2 separate regions of the Pan troglodytes genome follow, and region 2 is linked to region 1. The links are chromatin contacts, called in public capture Hi-C maps. All regions are on one chromosome and are shown on one strand. The core of a region is the stretch at or near the end of the contact, and the rest is flanking DNA. Distances in the headings are between cores, read along the strand shown. Region 1 overlaps GNAS (GNAS complex locus). Region 2 overlaps ZNF831 (zinc finger protein 831).

What was found. Capture Hi-C pulls out chosen DNA fragments and counts their contacts.
Region 2: a contact with region 1 is called in a capture Hi-C map of stem cell-derived neural stem cells, with 7 times the contacts expected there. The contact joins two enhancer-like sites. A contact is called at or near these places in 4 of 7 Hi-C or Micro-C datasets (blood, induced pluripotent stem cells, a lymphoblastoid cell line and 1 more), 1 of 1 datasets of contacts at active chromatin or transcription factors (stem cell-derived excitatory neurons) and 1 of 1 other capture datasets (stem cell-derived neural stem cells).

What each region holds. Positions count from the first base shown.
Region 1 is chr21:65,161,882-65,168,501 of NHGRI_mPanTro3-v2.0_pri, forward strand. The region is part of intron 1 of GNAS (GNAS complex locus); the gene reads left to right. All of the region lies in intron 1 of LOC104003639 (neuroendocrine secretory protein 55), which reads left to right. Among named protein-coding and RNA genes, the nearest start is that of GNAS, 29 kb to the left of the region's middle. Within about 2 kb of position 3,565, at least 2 of the 24 cell types and tissues checked have an H3K27ac peak or open chromatin away from gene starts, as enhancers often do. A contact at or near this core is called in stem cell-derived neural stem cells, where this site is marked.
Region 2 is chr21:65,518,428-65,525,047 of NHGRI_mPanTro3-v2.0_pri, forward strand. The region is part of intron 6 of ZNF831 (zinc finger protein 831); the gene reads left to right. Among named protein-coding and RNA genes, the nearest start is that of EDN3, 81 kb to the right of the region's middle. Within about 2 kb of position 3,909, at least 7 of the 24 cell types and tissues checked have an H3K27ac peak or open chromatin away from gene starts, as enhancers often do. A contact at or near this core is called in stem cell-derived neural stem cells, where this site is marked.

The DNA of each region.
Region 1 (6,620 bases), core at 2,315-4,814:
GGAAGGAACAGCTCTGAATGACTGGACTGAGAAAGAGCATAATAAGATCTCTCAGGAATAATACATAGCTATGCCAATAGAAGTAACAATCCAAGGACATTTCCTGGTCAAGAGTCTTGCGCTTGGTCTTTGATAAAGTGGACACCCCCTTCTCCATCCTAGGGCAGACTCTGTAACCATTATTTCTTGGAATAATCATAACAGGACTAAATTGTGATCTTAATTTTAAACAGTGGTCTAAGCCCCTAATTTGCATCTGACCAGCCTCTCTCAAGTAACCATTATGGAAGGGGACTTTATAACTTCTTTGTTATATTTTGACATAACACATTTATATTTTTGCCCCCATTTGGTCTTTCTATAGAGTTTTCTGATTGTAACATCTGAATTCATCTCATCAGGTTTTCAAATTGAAACATCTGATTGTAACAACTGAAACAGATTCATTAGGGATCTAATTTTTTCAAACAAAGGAGATTTTTTCTTTTTTTTTTTTTCCCTAGGGAGTTTCAAATTTATGACCTCTGACTTCATTGCAAAGGCCAGAAAAATAAATAAATAGATAGACAATAACCACTCTCCACTCCAGACATGCAGGTGTATTTCAACACTTTAGCTTTTACTATTAGGATTTCTTTAGGGGAAGGTGTAGAAATATATTGGTAGTTTGATAAATTATATATCAGACATGTAAAATTTAAAATATCATTTGAAATCAAAACTTGTCTGAAGACTAGCTTTTTATGTCACAAGTTCAGCTAAGCAAAGTGTCCCCTAACTATAAAACCTCCTTACTGCAGAATCCTAGAAATTACCAAAGGCAAGCGTCTTGAATGTTGATTTTGAAATTTTGCCTGTGAAAGTGCAACATCTTTCCAAGCAAATGCTTAGAAGACTCAGGGCAGAACCCAAAAACAAATGCCAGACGTTAGGGGAAAATTTTTAAAAGTTGGATTGCCAGAAAACTTCTAGCTATTTATAATTAAGCATTTTTAGCTGCTAAAAGGAAGCACATTAGATCATTTTGTTTTGCAAAACAAATGGCCAGTGTGGGTTTTAGGATGGACACTCCCAGGAGGGCTCCCCTTTCTGAGTGGGAGTCTTTGGAAATGTTCCTGATGGGATCCAGTCATTCTGGAGCGCTCTTACGAAATCGTTCATCCTAGGGCAGTTTGGTGTTTGTGAGCTTACAGCGTTTACTCCTTGCTGTCTTCTACCATAGGTCTGGTCTGATGGGGGAGGCTGTGGGCAGAGGAGCTCCAGCTCTTTGGGAGGGTCCTAGAATAGTACAAACAGCACTGGGTTAGAAGTTGGGGGTTCTCATTCCTGGGACCTTGGTTGATTCTAGAACTTTATTCTAGGATTCCATGAATTTGCCAAGCTGACATCGGGAAAAGGCTAAAGTTTGATTCTTGAAAGTATTGACGAGGCCCCATTTAGGAATGATTCTGCCAAGTATTCCTGGGGTCCTGCCATGGTCAGGAGAGCACCTTAAATTTGATGAGTTGTCAGGGAAGAAGCAGAGGGTATCTCTGTGTTCAGCTTTATGTATGAGAAAGTCAAGACACAAGATGGGGGCAGGACAGGGACAGCTTGAGAAAGGAGGCTTGAGATTGAGACTTGGAACTCAGGTGCCAGGGATGAATCCAAAAGGCTTGCAGGCATCTCAGCCTCAGACTTAAGCTAACATATAGCAGATAGTGGACACCTCTCCTGTTTCTTTCTTTCTTTTTTTTTTTTTTTTTTGAGATGGAGTCTTGCTCTGTCACCCAGGCTGGAGTGAAGTGGCATGATCTTGGCTCACTGCAACCTCCACCTTCCAGGTTCAAGCAATTCTCCTGCCTCAGCTTCCTGAGTAGCTGGTACTATAGGCGCACGCCACCACACATAGCTAATTATGTATTTTTAGTAGTGATGGGGTTCTCCATGTTGGTCAGGCTGGTCTCAAACTCCCGATCTCAGGTGATCCGCCTGCCTCAGCCTCCCAAAGTGCTGGGATTACAGGCGTGAGCCACCGTGCCCTGCCAATATTTGTCTTTTTAGTAGAGACGGGGTTTCACCATGTTAGCCAGGCTGGTCTCCAACTCCTGACTTCAGATGATCCGCCCACCTTGGCCTCCCAAAGTGCTGGGATTACAGGCATGAACCACCGCAGCCAGCTTTTTTTTTTTTTTCTGGCCCTGCAATCTTGATTCCCCAGAGTTAGGGTCTGATTTCAGATGTTAAGGCAGGCTCAAAGTGGGGCATCTGCTCTGCCACAAGAAGGTGAGAGGTCAGAAAGAAGAAGCAAGACCATTAGGGCTGCCTTAGTTGAAGAAAGGGGGCTCATCTCTCATTTTCTCAGAAGTTTCACAATCCAGAAAGGGGAGAACGGAAAGCAGCCTCCTAAGGAGTTCTCGAATTTCTTTCTCACTTTTCCTTTGTTTTCTCGCTCTCTCACTCTCTTCTAAGATTTATTTTTAAATAGGGTTCTTATTTTGGAGGGGCTTTCTGAGCAGGAACTACCTTTTTTTTGGAGGGAAATAAATGAGAACACAAATTATTCAGGGCTGGGAAGTGGAAACAATGAAAGAAAGCAAGGCTACTCAGAACCGGCTGGCAGATGGCGCTCGGCTTTTACGATTGACAGCCTGGCTTTCAAAAATTCACCCTTGCGCCGGCGCCTAAGGCAGAACCCGCATCCCCCTCCCTAAATCCTCCTTCCCAAGGACACGGCCCCTGCCCCTAAGGCTGAGGAATGTTTTTAAAAGGTTTCAGTTGAGCAATTGACATCTAAGGACAAATCCCGGCAACTTTTAACGAGTGGATCTGAAGATCTTAGCCAAGGCAGGAAAGCACACGATCAGGTAACCTCCAGATTCACAGCCCTGGTGCCCCGGTTCTCCTGGGAACTGGTCCTGAGATCTTGGACAAATCCCTGGTTCTAGTTTTTCTCAATTGAAAAAACAGGAGGGATGTCTTTCTCACTTTAAAACTTATGTAATTATCTTATAAAGTTTCAATAGATGAGGTATGCCAACCCCCTATCCAACACAAACTTTTTTAAATGTCTGTTCCAAAATGGCAGATTGTATAGGAAATCAAATGGTAGGGCCCTCTGTTGTCCTTTGGTAAATAATTAATAGTTTCTGGGTCCCAATCACCGGGAGAATCTTTGTGGGAGCAGAGTTTGGTGGTAAACTCTTTCACACCTCAATCAAGGGCTAGAAAAGAGGTTCATAGGTGAGCAGAGCTCCAGTTTCCACCAGGGAAATCTAAGGGGCCTACCTGGAGAAGTTAGCATTTAAGACAATATGGAGAGATGAAGTAGAATTTGAGGTGCATGGTCAATGATTGTTTACAGAGAAGGGACTTGCTAGGGATACATCATTGCTTTTCCATTCATGCAAGCATCATTGTGTTTTTCAGGATCTCTGAGCCCTCAGGGCTAGTTTTAAGTTCTTCCCCTCCTCAACCCCTCTCCACTTCTCAGTGCTTCACGGCATACCGGGGCATTCTCACTAGCGAAGGTGTCCTCTCTAAGGATGGGACCCCTACTGTCCATCTCAGGCTCAGCACTGCCTTGGGGCAGGCCACTTCTGGCTTCTTTAGGCCTCGTTTCCACGGGAGGGGAAGCTGGGTCCGATGGTGTCTGGGTCAAATTCCTTGGTTCCAAGAACAGGTACCGTTGCCATTCCCTTCCATTTCTGCCCCCCGCACCACCCCACCCAGCAGCTGGAAAATGATGAGGTCATCTATTTGAGAAGGGCCACACAGGCCTCCCACACAAGGACCTACAAAGTCCTCCAATGGGAATTTATTTCTTTCTGATCAAATTTACCCTCCATACCCCATTCATATACACATTCTTTCTCCCCTCTCTCTTAAAATTGCAAAGTTAAAGAAACTGAATACACAGGGTTGATTTAAGGTAAACGTCCCTCCCACCCATCTATTTAAAAATTTTTCTTTTACTTGATAACTTTCCTACAACATGATTCTCTTATGCCCATATTCCTCTGAGGATTCTTTAAAGCTTTTCTTGCACTTTCTTCTCCTCACAGTCCCTGACTTCTAGCCCTGAGTGGTGGCTGAGGGCAGGTGACCCTGTAGACCGTGGGGAACAGAGGAGGCCAGGGCAGGTGGCTGCCTCTTTCCAACCTTTCCTGGGCCATGGGAGCTCCTCCCCACCAGAGGTCAGCAGAGAGCTCAGAATGGCTGGGTCTGCTCTCAGAAATTGGGATCTTGGAATTCTCTAGATGAAATGTAGGATGCCCAAATGGAAAAAAAGCCCCATGTTTCCAGGGTGTTTTGGTTGGGGCTCTCATCCTGTCTTGGGTCCCGGGGACCTTACTTTTAACACCAATACAGCCATTCTGTGCTTTTCTCAGGGGAGGGGTGGTTGGGGGTTTGGTCTGTTTATTTGGTGGCTTTCTTGGTCAGTCTTCTCCCTGCGCCAGACGCACAAATCCCTCCCTTAGAGGGAACCACACCCTCTTAGAACTCTCCCTTCTGGGGCCCAACTGCCCACTTTCGCTTCCCACATGACATGGAACCCACATCCCACACTTGGCCGGGCGCCTTTTCTTCTAGTTGTATTTATTGTTAAAATGACATCATAATATTACAGGAAATCCCCCCAGCCTGCCCTCACCCTGCTGTGATTTTACTGATCATTATCTCCCCCTGTTCTTTACTCAGGTGTATGCATAGTTTTGAGAGGGCATGAATCATGGTGTGCAGTTTCCTATTAATCCCCCTGCTCCACACACACACACTACAGGACAGTTTCCTTAGAGCTCGTCCATGTTCGCCAGCGTCCTTTCACAGTTCTTTCACTTGTTCAGTCCTTTCGCTAGCGGGGAAGAGCAGGGAAAGAATTGAGGTTCCCTCCCTTTGTTTTTCCTTCTCTGATCTTTTGAAATCCCGGGGTCCTTGTGAACGACTCAGAAATTAAAACCAATTCCCTTTGGCCAGTTGTTTATTGTTGAAAGAGAGAGACAAAGAGAAATTAAGGTGCAAACGGAAGGAAAGAAGTAAATAGAGATTAAATTTAAAAATTTGAAAGGGAGCAGTAGTTCACGCCTGTAATCCCAGCACTTTGGGAGGCCGAGGTGGGCAGATCACCTGAGGTCAGGAGTTCAAGACCAGCCTGACTAACATGGAGAAACATCATCTCTACTAAAAATACAAAATTAGCTGGGCATGGTGGCGCATGCCTGTAATTCCAGCTACTCGGGAGGCTGAGACAGGAGAATCGCTTGAACCCGGGAGGCAGGGTTTGCAGTGAGCCGAGATTGTGCCATTGCACTCCATCCTGGGCAACAAGAATGATACTCCGTCTAAAAAACAACAACAACAACAACAACAACAAAAATTAAAAGGGAGAGAGAGGAGGAAAAAAAAGGGAAAGGAAAGAGAGAGAGAAGGAAGGAAGAAGGAAGGGAGAGAGGAGGGAGGGGGAGAAAAGAAAAGAAAGGAAAAGAAAAAAGAGAAGAAAAGAAAAAAGAAAAGAGTGCCTTTGCCAAGTTTAGCTCTAAGCACCAAATGGGGTCCTTGCCCTCTAGGAACTTCTAGTCCAGAACAGAGGAGAGGATCAGGTTGCAAGTGATTATCCTTCTACCAGGCAGGGGGTGGAGCGCTGCCAAGGAGGGTGTGGCTGGCACAGCTGAGGGGCCAGGCTGGCTAGACGGGACAGGAGTACGGGGAGGAGAGGCAGGTTCACAATCCAGGCTGGGGCATCCTCTCCTCCCCATCTCACTGCCCCATGAGGTCCCTTGTTCGTTCAAGTGCCAACCAGAAGAGCTGGGACAGAGGCCTCTCTTGTGTGCCAAGACGGGGGCCACCACCACCCTCTGAGCTCTGACCACTGCCCTCTCACCTCTTATTGCTTTCCCAAGTGTTTATCTCCTGATTCTAAAACGATGGTCCAATTTTTGTTTTATTTTAAAGTTAGGAACACACTGCATGTAGCACACTTCATGGAGCACAAGTGTTTTCACATGCCTTATCCCACTAAGTGGTTTTGTTTTGTTTTAGAAAGTCTGGCACACAGAGAACCTTCTAGTTCTTTAAAAAAAAAAAATCATAAATTTTTAAATTTGATAATTATCCAGAACAAAACAAAGCAAACCCTAAGGTTAAAAGTGAGCATCCGATAAGTTAAGTATACATTTTTGATGTTGGGGAAACCTTTGAATTTTACAAATCGATGTCCTTGAGAATTGGGTTCCAGCCAGACCCACTGTAGGCATTGTTTTCTTTTTTTCTTTTTCCTTCCTTCCTCCCTTCCTTCCTTTCTTCCTCCCATTCCCCCTCCCCACTTTGAAAAACAAGTTTTATTCTCTTGGGTTCTGTTCATTAGAGAGGGAAGACAATTCTGTTCAGCAAGGAAAGGTGAGGGGAAGAGAAAAGGGGGGAATTCAGCCGGAGGAGAACAGGGACAAGGTTGATTGCTCTGTGCTGGGGTGAGGGTGGGGGGCAGAGAGAGAACATCACAGCCAGATGCAAATCACAAGAGCAGACCTTCAGCTTCCTGGCATTGGTGGGGAAAATATTCCGTCAGCTGCCTTTCTATGTCCTGGGCTTCATTCATCAGCTCAAGAGAAAAAAAATAAAATCAAAATTTCATCCTAATTTGT
Region 2 (6,620 bases), core at 2,659-5,158, 360 kb after region 1:
TGTCTTTTGAAGCCCCATGAGAGGAGAGGCACAGAAGATGGCTTGAGCCCTCACCTCAAGGAGCTTAGGAACCGGTTGTTGGGCCAAGACACCTTTGTGAGACAGATGAGAGTCACGTGGCCTGAGGGTCCCAGGCAATTACTGGGGCCTGTTCTGTGCCAGGCAATGTGTGGGAGCAGGAAGAGAGGCAAACAAGAACATGACATGGCCCTTGTCCTTAGGGAGAGCCCAGTGTGGCAAGGGGAGCCGGCACAGACTGGTAAACAAGTCATTACAAATGCAGTGCGGTGAGCTCGCTGATATGATTAAGCTTCCAAATGAGGGATCCTGACAAGGCCTGCTGGAGCGGAGAGGGGAGAGTGTGCTAGCATAAACAGGAGCATAGCAGGGGGTGGGGCACGCTTCCGACGCTCACCCCAAAGGCTTCTCCATTCGGCCCCCCACTGCAGAAAGGAATGTCAGCAGGGCATGTGGGAGAACCGAAGGCCGTCACTCTTTATCATGCCTTCTTTCATCCCTCGATCATAAAGAATTTTTGCCATATACTCTAAACTGCTGAGAATGGAGCACTTAACTACTATGTACTTATTTATCTAAAATGCTAAGTGTTTCCCTTAGCAATCACTAATAGGTTCCTGTAGAAACGGAGTGCCATGATTAGAATTCTGATGTCTGTGCCGACAGAAGGTGGGAAGGCAACAATAGGTAGTGCACTAATGATGGGTTCAGTGGGCAGGTGGGTGGGTAGGACGATATAGTCATTGAAGGAGAAGGTTGAAATATGGGCATTTTAAAGATAAAGATGTGTTTATGTTAAAAGTTGAGAGAGAGAGAAAAGAGGAGAGGGAGGGAGAGAAACTCTCATACCTTCAATCCCACACCTGAAATGGGGACGGTTCTGCTTTTGAAAGACTTTCTGAAAACCGTTCTCATATTTGGGTTGGAAGACCCCCTTCTCAGCAGAGGGCCACAAATGAATCCTGAGTTTTGTTCTGGAATTTTCCTATGCAACGTGCTGGAATCAGTAGCCAAATAGAATCAGTGGATGAGGCAGGAAGAAAAATGAGGATCTCAGGGATGGAACTCAACAGGCTACAAATGGGACACAAAAGGCAAGACTCACCCTCAACAAAATCATGGAGGCACTAGGTGCGCCTTGCGGGGTCTGTTTCCCCGACACCCACCTGCTGCCTGGTCTTCACAAGGGGCCAGGCCCTTTTGGTTTGGAGGCAGATGAGCCTGTAGGATTAATTCTAACTAAGGTGTGAGTGGAACCTAGGGGAGAAGTAACTTTAGGGGCTACAGAGAGACACCTTCAGTGACACTGACTCATAATGGGAAGGCGATTCTCCTCTCAACTCCCTCTCAAGCCTCTTGATCATGCCATGGAGAAAGTCTTGTTTTGATTCCATCTTTAACACTTGCCTAAACCCCTTCCTAACCTCCCTTTTAATCAGAGAGAAAGAGGTTGGGTCTCAACATCTAGCTAGAATTTGAGAACACAATTCTGTTTTTATTGTTATTTTTAAAGAAGAATCTGCTCCTTCTGATGCCAGACACTCCAAAGTCTCCTCAACCACCTTACTCCATTAACCTTGGAAAGCCTAATGTTTCCCTTTCTCTCTCAGCCTCCTTTGAGGCCAAGGCTGGTACAGGATAAATAATTTTGCTTTCTGGATTTAGAGGAATTGGTTTGAGTCTTGACTTTTACTAGTTCTTTGGGCAAAATTTGTTCCTTCTCATTGTCTCAGGTCCTCATCTGTAGAATGGGGCTGGAGTTTCTGAGTCCATAATTCATTTAATCTGGTGCCCAAGAACCCCATGAAGCCTGTCCAGGAATACCTGACTCATTTGCCCTTGAGATTGAGGAGAGGCTCAAGTTACATGAGACAGTGACTGTGAAAGTGCTGTGTGAACTACAAAGGACTTTACAGTGTGTGGTTATCATGGCTGGGAGGTGGCAGGGGTGAGCATACACTGAATTTCCCCCCCAGGTCTGGACAAGACGTCTTCAAGCCAAAGGAGGGAGGCAGTGAATGGTGCAGGTCCATACTTTCCCCAGCAGGGAGCTCGTAGGGATTCGGGAGTACATTCTGGGCCCTTGAGTTTGTGCTACATGCATGCCTATGGTGCTCTTCCTGCCGGGGTGAGACTTGCCCTCCAGGTTGAGAAAATGACGAAACTGGAATAATCCTCCAAGCTCCAACTCGTCCCAGAGGCCTCCCTGGCAATACTGTGCTCCTGTAGGGACCCCATCGTCCTCTAGGTAAATGGTTCACACTGGCCCTCACCCCACTGCTGGCTGCTGGCAGGGAGCATGGGGAATCTGCTCCAAAAACAACCATTGCTTCCTGCAGTAGCATTTTGAGAGTTTCCTCCAAATGTTTTTCCTCATCTAATTTTCAGTATGGCCCCGTGGGGTCAGGAGGTGATGTGTGGCCAGCCCCGTCCTAATTAGGAGTCTTGCCCAAGTTCATACGTTGAGGAAAAGAAATGCAAGCTCAGTTCCAAGGTTTTTCCCTTGCTAAAACTCTTAAAATTTTGGCTTGCTTATTTCCTTAACTTCCAAAGGACATGAACAAGTGATTTTTGTACCACCCTCCACATAGACATTAGCGATCATTTTCAGTCATTTTCAGCTTTCCGGTTTTGCTAGGAGGCACCTGGCGTGCCGGGAACGGACAAAAGCCATTTTTCTAAGTACTAGCGTTTGAAATTATTAAGTGTTCATTAAGCACCCCCGGGTGCAAAGCACTCTCAGAGATGTTTATTTCTCAATTTTCCATAATTTCCTTATTTTTTTCCCCCTAGCTAAAGGCAGATTGAAAAATGAACTCAGTGCATTGGAGTCTGAATCATAGTTAATGTGCGACGCCCCCTCCCTTAACTGCGCTGTTTTCTTTCTGCCTCCTCCTGTCTCCCGGCTTATCAATCTGATAAAGTTCTTTTTAACCCCTACTCAGGGGCTCTAACTTTTGCTTTATTCCCCCGGGCATGGCAGGAAGCGATCAACGCAGAGCCCCGAACCCCACTCGCCCCACGGGCTGGGCTGGGCTGGGCTGGGGGTCGAGCTCAGCGAAGCCTCGGGAAGGCTGCAGGGTGCCCGGGCGGGCGGCGGGCTGGGTGCGGACCCCTGGCTGGGCGCTCCCGAGACCCCCCTACCCCGGTGGGTGGGCGCCCGGGGGCCTGGAGAGCCGCCTAGCCACGTGGATGCTTCTGGAAGAACACAAAGCCCGGGCCCCCTCCGCCCCCGCCGGCGCCAAGCCTCAATCTTGCAGGAGCAGAGAAAAAAGGCTCTGTTTTTCTCTCTCTTTTTTTTTTTTTTTTTGTGTGTGTGACAACAACCTCACATAACCTCAAAAGTTACCCATGAATTTACCAAAACTTTTTATGAAACTATTTTAACCTCTGGTGGGGGTTAAAAAACAAGCCTTGTGAATTTATTACCCGGAAAAAAGCGCAGAGGGCTGGGATTTACAGCAAAGCCGCCTTCCAAGCTCCGCGGGGGCCCCCTAGCGCCCATCGCGGGCACCGCCGAAGCCCGGCTCCCTCCTCGCTCCGCGGCGCAGCACGGCCTGGGGTCGGTCTGGGGGGGAGGCGGGCGGACCCCAGACTCGTGCAATCAGGGGCACCTGCTCTGAATACCAGGGACCTGGCGGTACAAATGTATTTTATGTTCGTAGGGGTTTCCGTGGTAGAACCAAGGGAGCAGGCTGAAGCCGAAGGAAGGGAGAGCAGGGTTTTGATCCTAGTTCCTTGGCTTCTGGAAATCGGCTGGGACCCCCCGCTGAGCAAGCGACTGTCGTCACGGCCCCCGCACCAGACGACCCCAGCCTGTGGATAATGTTTCACTGCCCTCACATAAACGCCACCCAGAAATGCAAGAGTAAGAATGTTCACGAAGAGGGGAGGCAGGAGCCCCAGCTGAGAACAGGAGGAGGCAGGAAGGGGGCCTTGGAGGAGGTCGGAGGGGGGACATTATTTCAGTTTCCCAGGACCAGGGTGAGAGATGGGGGTGAAAGAAGAAAAAGGACAAAACGAGGTGCCGAAGGCTCTGTTGGGTGCTCTCTGTCCGCAGGGATGTAAAGCAGAATCCAGGATTCTGCCGCAAAATGCAGGCTCCCAATCGCTGCACGGTGACCAGGACTCCCGGACCCTTCGCTTGCCAAGTGTGTGCGATGGTTCCTTCCTCTCCAGCTTGCAGACACACTGGTTCTCTTTCAGAACTAGCCATGTTTTTTAAAAGCACATGGAAAAATGTTAATAAGCAAACGTTTTAACAGAGAGATGCAGGAGGAACGAGCCGGCAGCAGCCTCCCAGCAGAGGCAGCGGTGCTCCAGCGGCTATGGGAACAGGCCTCGGAGGAAAGCACTCGGGCTCGCGGCCGAGTTTCACCACCTGTAGTCATGTCATCCTAGGGACGTGTCTCAGCTCTTCTGTGCCTCGGTTTCCCCATGTGTAAAATGGGGGTGATAGTAACACTACACAAAATATATCTAGAATTTGAAAGAGTGCTTTGAATCATATAACCTTGGCTGTTGTGTGGTGAGAACGCCAGCAGGCTGGTATTCATCTAGCTCTACGGGGAAGGCAGAACCCAGATTTCACGTTAAATAAAATCTCTCAATTTTTACAGGGTGCTAATTTAAACACACATACACGCACGGACGTGCACTTGCACACATACCCCATCTGGGCCCAAATACAGTCAGCTAGTTTGAGACCTTTACTTCAAAGGCTGCCAGGAGGCCACGGGGCAGGAGGGAGGAAGGAAGGAGTCATCTCTCCCTGTCATCCACCACCCCCACATCCAGGCCACTTGAGCCAAACACTGAAACCGGTGTGGCCAGCGCTCTTTTGGGGGTGGATGGATTACGGGGAAACATGTCCTTCTTTTCCGTTCCCCCTGGGAGAATATAGGAGGGCACCCACTTTGAGTACCCTCGCACCAGGAGGCCTTCAGAAGCCACCTTGGAAATGTGATGGTGCGTGGCGGGTGGGGGGACTGCCTCTTGTTCCTAGAGACCTGCTTCCCCTCCCAACAAGTGTGTGCTCTGCACGCCCGGCTTCTCACCAGCCCAGGTACCTCGCCACCTGGGTGCTTTGAGGTGCCCATGGGCTTCTCATCCGTGGTTTGGTAGCATCCTCTTCCAAGCTGACTTCTCATGTATTCCAGGAGGCCAACACTCTCCTGCACCCTAGGGCAGAAGAGCACTGGGTGGGGGGGGCGCCTCTTCTGCCTCGTCCCATCCCAGCCTTCTTTTGTTCCCTCCTGATGGCTTACCCTGATGCCCTGATCATCTGATATACTCTAATTGCCCCATTGCCTTGACGAATCCGACTGTTCTTTGCACTTCATCCAGCCCTAATAGCTTCACTCCTTCAAGCAGCCATGCATTCAGTAGCTGTTTGCTGGGCAACTGCTAGGCATTAGACATTGTTTCTTGAGAGGCAAATCAGGCACATTCCTCTGACTTTCGATTGTTTCTTAAAATGTTGAGGGTTTACAGTTGAACAGAGAAGGTTTAATAGTCGTTCAATCTAATCGAGAAAACAACAACAGGAATTACTTGCTACAGTGATTCCAAAAGGGCAGCCCAGAGAGAATACTGAGAACCAAAGACATGTATTCTCATTCATCTTTGTCCAAACAAATTAAATATGTTATTGATTTTTAAAAGTCCCTGCATTAATGGTTGAAAAGTAATTGGTTTTGTATGTTTTAATATGAAAACAATATTTTTAAAAATTGCTTCCTGGATTTGTAGGGTTTTTAAATTTTGTGATTTTTTTTTTCCTTTTTCATTCTGTAGAGTAGAATACTGCATGCTTTTAACTGGTGGGGGAAAAGCTCTTTATTAGTCTTTTCATTAGTCTATATCTGTTGTGTTCCATTGTGTTTAATTTCAATTAATCTGGATTCATTTAAGTAATATTCCATTATAGGTTCAATGCATGTATATTTTTTTTAACTTAAGAAATGGGGAACATTTTTTGGTCAATTTTAAGTAACTCTGCATTAAAGCTAAGAAAACCCACTTAACGTGGTTTACTCTGGAAGTCTCCTTGAAGAAGAAGTTGTTCTTTTTTATTTTGTTAGGTTTTGTGTTTACCTTTCCCAATCTCGCCTTGGATTTTCCACGGCTGGTTTAGCAAGACTTGCTTTGGTCCTGACAGCTCAAGTCTTTCAGTGCTTCTGAGGACGCAGGGCATATTTCTTCTTTGCTTCCAGTTTCACTACTCAATAAATTTGTGGAGTCACCAAGCAGTCATCTGTGTAGTTTGATAAGGCAGAAAATGATGATTTCTCTATTATTTTGCTTAGAAGGATGAGAAACTAGATTAATCAACGTCTGTTGGAAATGCCTCTTTATAGAAAAGACTGGCTTCTTTCATCAGAGTCATGATTTGTGGCTCATATGCAGACACATTAGATGGTTTTCCAGGGGACAGGAGCAGACGATCAAACTCTGAATTTTAAGTCTGTCATTAGATGACGTGAGGTAAACTTTAGTCCACCTTTATTATGGTTAGGAGGGTGGTGGGGGCCAGCGGGCCTCCATGGAGTTCACCCATCTCATTCTCTGGGGCATCAGGGAAATCGTGCAATGTCTGTAAG